Linked DNA regions of Anser cygnoides: region 1 is linked to region 2. A link is a contact called in public Hi-C data. All regions are on one chromosome and are shown on one strand. The core of a region is the stretch at or near the end of the contact, and the rest is flanking DNA. Distances in the headings are between cores, read along the strand shown.

Region 1 (5,587 bases), core at 852-3,351, 300 kb after region 2:
ATTTAAAAGAAACTGTCATTAATTGTCTGTTGCTAGATACACCTGGCTCAACATAACAGGCTGTCCGGTGTCTGACAGATGCATTCATGTGCTGACCATGTGTCACTCCCCACTGCTTTAAATCAGGAAAGTGGATGAGAGAGTTTCAGCATTCTGCAGGAGGCTGAGGAGCACCAAGCACTTACACTGAATGTCATGGACATATCCAAAGGACAGATGGTAACAGGACACTAATAGGAAATTAACAAGTGAACAGTGATAAATATTATGCTTTGTAAAAATTGTTACATAATGGCAAAGGCATAACATTTAAGAGCTTATCTACACATCCAAGGGACTTTCAACTTTAGATTTTATCTCAAGCCCATGTCACTATAGGCTATAAATACAGTCATATTTTGTACAGACTGATGTATCATGTACAGGTTCTATTCAACCTGAATAGTAAATGATAGCATGTCTTTATGAGGGAGTAATAAAAGCTGAACTTGAGCACCAGATGCATTCTGCTAACCAACAACAGTTGAATGCTCATATAGGAACAAATTTCCAGGTTAAAAAAAAACAGCTTTCTTCTGAGTACCAACAAATAGAAACCACAAATACTTTAACTCAATCGAACTACTTGGTATTCTGAACTGTTCTAATAGGAAGTGTTAAAATACCTATTATTTTCATTTACTTTGATCATGCGGTTTGTGTCTGGATGGAGTATGTGCTAGTTCAGAGCACAGCAGGACTTCAGGAAGTTGTCAAGAGAGTGGTTTCTGGACTGCACTGTTGCGCAGGATTTGTCTTTTTGGATGTAAAAAACTAGAATGCATTGCCATATCTGATAGCTAAGGATAAGCACCCCCCAGATATTAGAGTTTTGGTACAAGGTCAGTGTCACCCTTCGGAACTATATTTCCCTCTTCCCGTTGCAAACAGCAAGATTTTGTGGCAGAATTAGAAAATACTGAGGATGAAATTATTCATCTTTTATTTCTGTTTGTACAACACCATGCAGTTTCTCCCTCGCTACACCTTAGAAGCTTACAGAGCAGGCAAAAATACAAAGCCACTAGACAGACAACAAAAAGCCTGCTTTCTGCCAGTCTGGGGAACTGATGAGATTCAGGGAACTAAAGTTGAAATACCCCTTGCTTTTCTTGCACGAAAAATACAGGTGGACTTCGCTCCTTCTCACTCTCTGGCCTTACTGCTAAGGGCACTGATCTCTCCACACAACCAGCAGACAGATGGCTTCTCTGGGTAAATAATTAAAGGCTGATGCCAGAGCATCGAGCCAGGCCAGAAGGAGAGAGACGACACAGGCCAGCGACTCACCTACGAGCTCCCCCGTCATGAAGAGCAGGTAGAGGACAGCGGCGAGGGTCAGCCGCTTCTTCACCTTCCTCTGCTTGCAGAGCTCCCTCCGGGCGCTGCAGCCGCCGCAGGGGCCCGGCGCCATGCCCCCGGCGCCCCACAGAGCGCTGCCCCGCTCCGGCAGCGAGTCCTCGTCGGGCTGCAGGCCCAGGTGCACCCCGTTCCCCGGCGGCTCGGGGGCCGCATCCGACGGGTCGTCCGCCACCACCACCCGCAGCTTGTTAAACCTGGGGAAGTCGTCGTCGGCCGCCTCGTCCGAGAAGTCGAAGGCACTGGAATCATTAAGGAACAACGACGGGTCCCCGCTCCTCCAAAGCGCAGACTTGAGGCTCGTCCACAGGCCAGCCCCCGCCATAGCGGCGGAGCCCGGGGGCCGTCCGTGGAGCTCCCCCCGGGCCGTCCCGTCAGGGCATGGCCCCCGCCTCGCGCCCCGGGCCCCACCGAGGCCGGCCGGGACGCCCCCGGCTCCCCGCCGCGCTCCCCAGCTCACGGAGCGGCCGGGCGGGCGGCGCCGGGCGCGGGGCCGCCTCCCTGCCGGCGCAGGGGGAGCAGCGCCGCCGCCATGCGCGGCAGGCAGGCGGTCGGTCGGTCGGTCAGTCACACCGACCGGCGCCGCGCTCCGGGCATAGCCGCACCTCAACCCCACTTCCAGCCCCAGACCCAGCCGCAGCCCTAATCCCGGCGCGCTCCGGCGGCGCGGGGCAGGGCGGCCGCTGAGGGGCCGGGCCGGGCGCTGCCAGTCCCCGCCGCGCCTGCGCCGCCCGCACGCTCGCACACGGACTCCGGGTTCGAGCCCCGTCGAGGGGGCAGGCCCGCAGTGTCCGGCGAGCCGCGTGAGGGAAGAGTTCTGGTTTAAGAAGCCATGAAGTCACAGCGTGGTCTGTTGGTACATAAGCAGCGATTTTCACGTAGGCTGGATGACCCTTCTGTCCCTGGCTTCAAATCTTGAAGTCACAAATTTGCATTGTGCAGCTTTTTCTCTCTTCCCTTCCCCTTTCCCGATCCCTCCCCTTCCCCTTCCCCACAAAAGGCACAGTTCTTTGCACCATTTCCAATAGTTCCTATAGTTCCTGTGAGGGTGGCACTGTGTTCTAGGAAGCCGTATGTGCCTGTCTTAACATTCCTTCAAGGATGTCAGAAGAAACAAACCTCAAAGGCCCAGTAGCCATGTGATTCCTTCCATAGCCATGTTCTAACTTAAAAGTAATGAGACTGCCTCTAGTAATTCTGTCAAAACGTTACTCCCCCTCCTCACTGGTCTGATAGCTATACATTTTCTTCTAATTGCCAGCCTACAATACTTGGGGCCAGTTTGTACCCATGGCTAAATTTTGTTACTGTTAGGTTCCTAAGTGATAAACATTTCATATGCCCAAGGGGTAAGTGCATATCCTGTTTTTGACCTGGTTGATGGAAGTTGCCTAGATCAGAGAGTTGTGTAAAACTGCTAGATTTTGGAGAAAGGCACTCCCTTTCTGCGCAAGGGCTGAGAGCAGATTCTGGCACACATTGGAGCGCTCAGGCGGCTCTGCAGAGCTTGGGGCAAGCGCCTGCTTGGAACAGACCCTGCTGGAGGGGACACGAGTATGGTAAATGGGCCTTGGGTGGAGGCTTAGCATTGTTGTTCTCTGCAGTGACGTTCTCCAAAAATAAACACTACCATGCTTTGTTATATTACAGTGGGTTCATTTTCCTGAGCATGTAATCTCATGTCACTCTTCCTCAGGTGGATGAAGAGGTGCCATCCCCTGCACCTTTCACGCAGTTCATAATTCCCTAGCAGGGTTATCAGCATGAAGGCTTTGGGGCCACAAAATGAATTGGGTTCCTGAAATGGGCCAAAATTAAAAAATACTATGTGAGGAGGGTGAGATATTTTTGTATGTGTAGCTGAAACTGTTTCCATGATCACAATTTGCATAGACTTCCATATGTCAACTGAGGGGGCAGTGAGCAGTGTGGGAGTTGGAATGAGCAGTTGAAGCTGGGGCCCTGTTAAGCCAGCATTGCTGCCTAAGAAAACACTCCCAGGTATGTTCCAGTTCAACTGTTCTTAGTGCTCTTGTGCTCCTCTCTGAGTCATTTGACTCACTCTGTGTTTCACCAATTGAACCAGCACAAGTGCGAGAGGGCACACAAGCATGAATGACCAGCCAGGGAAGAGAGGGAAACCCACTGCTTATAAAACTGTGTCTGAAAATGTGGCGTTGTACCGGGGGATTGAAGAGTGGGTTCACGCTCCATTTTGCTGCCCCTCCTGCAGGGACAGAAATATCTAGCGCTGAGTAAGGACAGTTGGCTGGGGGGACTTATTGCCCTCAGCAGTGCACCAGGGCTTGCCAGTTTGCCTGTCACTGAATAACTATGACCAGATTTTTTGGAAATGTCAAGAATCAAGTCATGTGTTATCAAGATGAAATTCTGTTGAACAGAGCTTTTTGTAATGCCCTGTTTTACTCCATTTATTTATTATGACAGTCAAGGCTGTACTCTCTCTGTAGTCATGTTTACTTAATCAGGACAGAGAGTTTTTAAGAAGTAACCTATTAATGCAAAGTATTTCCTTTTCATGCTGTCATCCCTGAAGTCATACAGCACTTTCAAAGCTGATGGCTTCAAACATACTATTTGCTATACAACTCAAGCTAATTTATTCTAGCTTTACTCAGATTTCTGTGGGGGGGAACTACTTTCCATGTAGGTGTGCTTACATCAGTTACAGCAATAAAATCCAGAATGTGTAGGTGAGTGTTGCATGAAAAGTTTCTGAACACAGTTGCTACAATGCAGCTGAAAAGCAGCCTTGATTATTTGGTGTTACAGTGACATATAACAGTGTACAGTGGCACTTGCATAGTCAGTAGTCCAAAATTTAACAGCTTGCTAGCATATGAGTCTGCAATCTTGCTGGGAGGCTAAAACCTCAAAAAGAAAGCTAGAAAGTTGTATACAAACTTTAGACAAGCATCTGGAGATAGAAAATAAACATTGCATTGCTGTGGGATTAGGAGCAGCAAGTAAGCGCAGGAATCCAACAGAGGACAGGAAGAGGACAGAGAGAAAGACAGGAAGCGTATGAGGATATTAAACACAGATTCACAAACGTTGCCCCTGGATGGATAGAAGTGCAATCAGCTTTTAGGTTCTTTGTAGTCTCCTTTCTGTAGCTCAGCTGCTATCTAGGGACTAAAAGACCAATTAACCTAATTATATAGAAATATCCTCAGCATGATTTTCCTTCTGTTTAACTAAATTTGTTTTATCGTACATACAGTTCCATGGGTCATGGGGGTTGTTGTTGTGCAGTATCCTATTTTTGGATAACAATGGTAATATTAGTACTTCCCCCCCCCCCCCCCCAACTCCTTGAAACCAAATATTTAGACCAGCAGGTAAGTATGCTTTTCAGCCAACCATTTATGTTCTTCATTATAGGTTTCACTTAACTTCCTTTTCAAATATCGTTATCTATTAGAAGAAATCTTCATTTAGTCCTTCACAGGATAATGTACTTGGTAACGAACCTGGGAAGCAGTTACTTCCCGCCCCCAAACTTGTAACAGAATTCCCAGTGCTGAGTGAAATACAGATCACTTTACACAGGAAAATGAGACACTTGCTATCAGTCTTGGTTTTGCAGTATTTGGTTTGATAACTAGCTACATTTTAAGTGCTGTAGACACAGATACCAGTTTTAAATTCCAATCGTCAGTCTATTTCTGTGAGGTGTGGGAGGGCCTGGAACAGGCAAAGCAGCAGCACAAATCTGAAACTCCCACACCTCACGTGTGCCTGTTTTGGGATGATGATCTCCCTTGTTCTCCCTAGAAATCCCTCCTGGGAAGTAGCACTGCTAAGCAGGCTGAACTTAGCTCAGGCTGAACCTGAGCTGGTTCAGGGCTGTTCAGGCTCAACGACAGTGTCCTGTGGGTGCAGCCCGTCTTCGGGCCATGTTTCTTTCTTAACGTGAAAACAGAACAAGAGACAGAAAGAACAAGAAGGGAAAGCAGGTGTGTTTTTAATCAGGTGGCAGCGCCACAGTTGCCATCGCGCTACAAAGACGAACACGACCTTGACGAGACGCACGCCGCTTACAGCGCGCTGTGCCGCCTCACTGAGGGCACAGCTCTCTGAGGGCACGACTCACCCTAGCCCGGCCCGGCCCCAGGGCTCTGAGGCCCGGCCCTTCCACAGCGGCCCTTCTAGCCGAGCGCGGCAG
Region 2 (5,887 bases), core at 23-2,522:
CAAAACCTGATGTGAAAACACACCTAGACACGCCACAGGAACCCCGAACCCTGCAACGCAGGTACCACAAGAGCAAAAACCTCGCTAACACCCGAAGCCCCAGCAGTTGAGCACGAGGACCGGGCTGCTGGGCCGTGTCCCCTCACTCCCCGCTCCCCTCCCCGCACTTTCCCTCCGTTCGCCGCCGCGGCCCGCAGGGGGCTGGCAGCTCCGTGCCCCGCGGGCAGCGAGCAGGGGCCGCAGCTGGCCGGGCCCGAAACCGGCCCGTTCGTCTGGGGAGGGGCGGCGGGAGCCCGGCGGGGCCTGCTCCGAGCGCAGCGCCCGCCCCCGGCAGCCGTGGGGCGGAGGAGGGCGCCCGGCGGCCCGGGGGGGCCCGGCCCAGGGCTGCGGCACCACGTGGCCGGCGCCGCGCCCCCCGCAGGCCGCCGCGGAGCCCCGCGCCCTACCAGGTCGTAGTCCTCCTCGTCGTCGCACATGAAATCATCCTCCATGTCAGACATCTTGGCCGCAGGATGGGCGGCGGGGGCCGGCTCAGGGAGGAGACGCCGGGGCCGGCCCCTTCTCCCACAACACCGCGCGGCACGGAAGCGCGCGGCCCCGGAACCCGCCGCCGCCCGCGCGCGGGGAGCCCGGAGCCCGATCGGCGCTGCACCGCCGCCGGGTTCCTGTCCCCGTCCGCCCCCCCCCCCCAGCGATCGGCCCTTAGCAAACGCGGCCCCCCCCCTGCGGCGCCGCCTCCTACCCGTACCGCACAGCGGGTCTGGGAGCCATGCCGCTTTGTGTCCCTGATGGGGAATTTGAAAAGTCCGGCCGCTGTGCTGCCGCAGCCCTACAGGCCTTAGCACGTCGTCCTGCCGTGTTCAGTGCCTCTGAGCACTTTCCTTGCGCTACCATTACCATATCCAAATATCACCCAACCACCCGCCCTAACAGGGTTTTTACCTGTGAAAAGCAGGGGCCCCGCAAGGTGCAGAGTCGCTGGCTTTCTAAAGACTTTAACAAAGTAATTGCTGCTGCCTTCAGGTGAATGAGGGGAAAAAGGCTGGACATGCAAGCGTTGCCCTCCCACACTGCGAGGCTGGTGGATCCTGCAAGCTCCTAGACAAGTTTGCAATATTTATTGTCTCCATTCTTTTCTGCGGGTCGTTTTATGTTACAGTTTTTGATCATTTTTTTCCTCTCCTGTGGCTACTTCTATTTCAATTCTGCCCCTGGGAAATTGCTTCAGAAAGGCATTAATCATAGAATGGAATATTACTATATTTTTCTTAGTCCAGGCATTTAAAACTTCCTGAGGTGATTATTAGCAGCCTTGAACAGCAAAATGGACAACAATGAGCTGGGCTTGTAAACACATTGGAAAAGCTCCAGCTCCTCAAAGTCACTGCTGCCATTAATCGTGAGGGATAATGGGATCTGTGAAGCTACTTGTTTGAGGGAAAGCAGCAAACCCACATGCCAGAAAACCCAAAGGAGAAAAATAATGCCGGGGGGAAGCACTGCTGATTGCCCTGCCATTGCATGACCGCGCTGCCTCAGTGCACCGTGCCGAGGGCAGCTCTGGCCTCAACACCCCGCACCGCGCTGGGGGCTGTTTTTGATCTTTGTTGCCAGCTAAATTCCGACAGGAACGAAGTAAAAGATCGCCTTCTGCACGCGTTGCAACAGCTTTTCAGCCACCTGCGGACCGCCTTGGGCCAGGAGCTGAGCGGCCCCGCCGCCGGGAGGGCTGCGGGGCGCCGACCCCCCGCGGCACCGGCCTGGGGGCTGCACGGAGGGGCCGGGACCGGGACCAGGACCGGAGCCGGAGCCGTGCCAGGGAGGAAGAGGAGGAGGAGGAGGAGGCCGTGCCGGCAGCCCCGCCACCCGGAAGGCTGGTGCCTGCCCGTCCCGTGACCGCGAGCCCGCCAAAGCCACCGCCCGCCTCCAGCAGGGGCCGGCGGGGGGGAGCCGCCATGGCGGGGGACGCCCCCAGCAGCCTCCCGGTGCAGTTGGTGGAGCAGCCCAGGTGGGTGCCTGCCTGGCTGGGTGAGTGGGGACGTGCCAGGGTGGCAGCACCCAGCCACCGCCCTGCAGCCGCCGTGGCAGCGGGGGGGGGTGGTGAGCAGGGGGGCTGGGGTGGGGGCGGGCCGGCCGTGTGAGGGACGGGTAGCCTGTGGGCGTCGTGGCCTGACCCGGCTCGGCTCGGCTCGGCTCCGACAGCAGGGGCCCCGTGGCCCCAGTGTGCCCCGGTCCCCCGCCGGCAAGCAGGGCGCGGCCCCCCGGTCCCCTCCCGAGGCAGCCGACGCAGCCCTGCTGCCCCTCGCCCAGTGCGGCGGGAGGAGGAATGGCGCCTTCAGTTCTCCCCCCGACGTTTTCTCTTCGCAGAGTTTTGGGGATATTCGGTTATCCTCTCGTCTTGTGGGCTGTAATGAATGGCCTTTGCGATTCGCTGGGACGACGTGTGCTCTTGCCCGCGGTGCTGCACCTGGTGTGTGGCAGTAGAACACGCGGACAGTTGAATGAGCCCTTTTACCCGTGTTAGCACTGGCAAGGGGCGTTTTCTAAATTTGTGATCCCCGCAGCAGAGTGCACTGTTTCAGTGTAAGTCACGTGGAAAGGACAAGCTCAGCTTTTCTAGATTTGGAGGTGAGAAGTTGCGAGGGATGCGTTTGCTTAACACTTCTGACAATCAGCTCTGATGTAGGTGCTTACATTGCAGCATGCGTGTTGAAACAAAAAGGCCAAAGCGTGTAAATAGCCTTTCATCAGTCTTGTTTGTAAAACCCACATTAAGAGATCAATCAGCACTTCGATAAACATGCCCCTATGACTGCTCTGTTTGTACTTAGTCTCTTGGTACTAGCACCACTATGAAATTATCTGTGAAACAAAGAAGCATTCTAAATACTGACAGAAAAAGGGCTAAAGTTAACATCTAAAACTCTGCTAACAGATTTATTTCACCATGGACTACAATATTATCATTAATGGGATCTAGGAAAGGGATTGTACAATGAAATGGCAGAAATTGCTTCTGCTAATTGGAAGAGTGATAAACTAGTCAATACTAGGGAAGATTGTAAGCAAGTTAAAGAGGGCCCCAACACAGCTTTGTTAGTGGGCTCCAAGGCAGAAATGTACAGAAAGATGTGTTACAAAAATTCACAACAAATAATGTTTTGTAGCTTTCCATTTAGAGAAATCTTACAAAACATTTGAATATATATAGTTGGACAATAACACAGCTTTTACAGAGAAGTACAAACTAAATAATTGACTGTGAAATTTTGTAACATCTGTTCCTCATTGCTGTCTTCTTACTTAAGTTTTGCATTAACTAGGCTTCCAGTTTTAGTTTTAGACTGAATGTAAAAGGCTTAGCAGCCTGGATTTTTCTTAGTGGACTAAAAACCAAATAATAATAACAACAATAACAACACTAATAATTTGGTACATGTTTTAAAATCACCAGGGTATGCTGGTGAGATATTATAAGACTTGTTTTAATTTTTCTTTTCTTCTTACTTCTTGTTTATCATTTTAGTGTCTTGCTTACGTTAAAGAAAGTTAATGGGTTAGTGTGTACGCTAAATCGCTTTAAGGTAGTTTTGAAGTGAATCACTATCAAATCACTTATGTTTCACTAAGATAACAGCTTAATTTCTTCTCAGTCTCTGTTTACCCACTGTTCCAGCATGACATGCTGAAGCATCCCAAGTTTGCAAGCACTGTGTGGAAGCTAAATATCTTTACGGCCTTATGAAACAAAAGAATATGCCAAATCTTCCTCTGTTTTGGAATTTTCAGTGACACGTCTAGAACCTCCAAATGGAAAATCTGAAGAACTTTCTTGGAACTGTTGCAGTAAAACTGTAAATACTGTCTAAATAAGTCACAGGGATAATCGAAGGTTTGGAATTTTAGTTCTCTTCACCGTACAGAAACGGTGCTCATACAAAGGCTCATACGAAGTTTGAAAAAGTCAAAATTTAGAAGAAAATCAATTTGTTCAGGTCTGGTGTAATCAAATCTGACTTTGAAGAGGGTGCCTTCATGTGTGTTTATGTGACAAACCCCAGTGCCACAAACAAGCCATTGATCTGCACTGCTGCACGTCTTCCTTACCTGCAAACAGTTTTACAGAGCTGTGGCATAGGAAAGGTGGGTGGAGGCCATGGAGTTTTGTTACACAAGGCAACTGCCTTCTCTGCTTCTGGCTAGAGCCAGCCAAGGTGGAGGAATTAAGTAAAAGCGGGTCCCTTTCATCCTTTTCAAGGGAACGTACAAACAATACTTTACCATTGGACATCTGACTCCTGAATTAGTTTATGACTACTTGTATTTAAAACAAAATTCTTATCAATTAGGATATCTTAATCTTATCTGTCATGTGTTAGGTGAAGAGCAGGAAGAAGCAGCTTAATGTAGCTCCTGATATAGGAGAGAAAACCCGTTGTACTTCAAAAAGTTAAACCAAAATTACTTTAGAACACATTTTAGACAAGAGGCTTCCCATCTTTTATGCAAATATAGTCCTTCTAAAGGTTTCCAACCTGCCTTTCAGATTGCTGAAGCTGAAGGAGAGCTTTATAGCAAAATTTGGATCAGCTCCCAAGTTTTATGTTCGTGCACCAGGGCGAGTCAACTTAATAGGTAAGAGAAATATTAATATTTTATTATTTTATTTTATCTGACGTCACAGAAGCCTACTAATTTAAAACACAGAATCTAAAATAATGTTGGATTTTATTTTATTTCTTATTTTATTTTATATTATTTTATTTTATTTTTATTTTTTATTAGAAAAGTTGCATGTGATAAAAGGAAAGTAGAATATAATACTTTCCTAGCTTTTACAACACCTTATTATAAAGAATTTCACACTCAAATATCAGTTTTGGAAAAAATCATAGAGAGCAGCAATAATTTTGAAAACTGGAGTAACATTCCAATTTATGGTTGGTTACAATTCTTTTGAAAAGCTTTGCAAATCTAATCAAAGTAGTTGCTGAACAGTGCATCCATAAATGAAATCATTATATTTTTTTCTCATTCATTATAATTTAAGTTACCAGATATAGCTAGCCAAACAGGAATACATATGAAGGTATGAAATGATTCTACCAGGATCTCAGCCATAGAGATGCATCCACAGAACAGTTGGTTGTGATTCACATGCTGCCTGGAGAGACACAAATACTGTTTATCTAGGACTTACCTGTGTTTCTGTGGCTGCCTTATTTTTTAGATTTGTCTGTCCATGTTAGGATTGTGCTCTCCCTAGAGCTCAATTTCTTGTATATGCATAGAGGAACCATACACATTTGAAGACTTCGTAAGTAAAAGGAACCTGGAAAACAGAGCTTTAAAATTAATTAGTCCATTGTGCAGTTAATGATGATTTTCAACTTGGTGTTCTTACTGTTGCACCTATATGTATTAGTTGTTATTTACATATAATTATAACCTTCTTGGAAAAAAGCCCAGAAATTTTATGAAAATAAATCCACCACAAGCCTTATCCAGTGGTCAATGAATCTGCCACATGAGCAGAGGAAATCACATAATGGGAAGTCATGTACTGACTATCTCTTCCAGTCATCAGTTAAATGTAATTGATTAGAATTATTTTTCCATACCGACACAAAAGTTTACAGTTAATGTAGGTAGTTGTTCTCATTCTGGACAATAATATACATAGTGTTTTTTAAATTTTTATAAGCCAATGTTAAAACATGAAGATTTATAAACAGGTGCAATAGATAAAATCATTAAAGAATAAAATATTTGTGTAGTAATACAAAATGGAGGAAACGCACCCTAAACTTTCAAGTGTACTTTAAATAGTAAGAATTGAGACTATACTCAGAAGCTGTCTAGTATGGTAAACAACACTGAACTCCCG

The links. Hi-C and Micro-C count contacts between places; a contact is called where the count stands out from the background.
Region 1: a Hi-C map of liver shows a contact between it and region 2, with 2.1 times the contacts expected there. The contact joins the promoter of SLC30A4 here to the promoter of COPS2 in region 2. A contact is called at or near these places in 2 of 7 Hi-C or Micro-C datasets (both in liver).

What each region holds. Positions count from the first base shown.
Region 1 is chr11:22,264,570-22,270,156 of Taihu_goose_T2T_genome, forward strand. SLC30A4 (solute carrier family 30 member 4) reads right to left here and starts at 2,102. Exons shown (of 7, transcript XM_013177254.3): 1 at 1,330-2,102. The coding sequence starts at 1,723. It overlaps BLOC1S6 (biogenesis of lysosomal organelles complex 1 subunit 6), which reads left to right and starts at 5,579. Exons shown (of 5, transcript XM_048052380.2): 1 at 5,579-5,587.
Region 2 is chr11:21,964,076-21,969,962 of Taihu_goose_T2T_genome, forward strand. It overlaps COPS2 (COP9 signalosome subunit 2), which reads right to left and starts at 1,273. Exons shown (of 13, transcript XM_048052327.2): 1 at 943-1,273. The coding sequence starts at 1,050. It overlaps GALK2 (galactokinase 2), which reads left to right and starts at 1,816. Exons shown (of 9, transcript XM_048052336.2): 1 at 1,816-2,008; 2 at 4,547-4,635. The coding sequence starts at 1,956.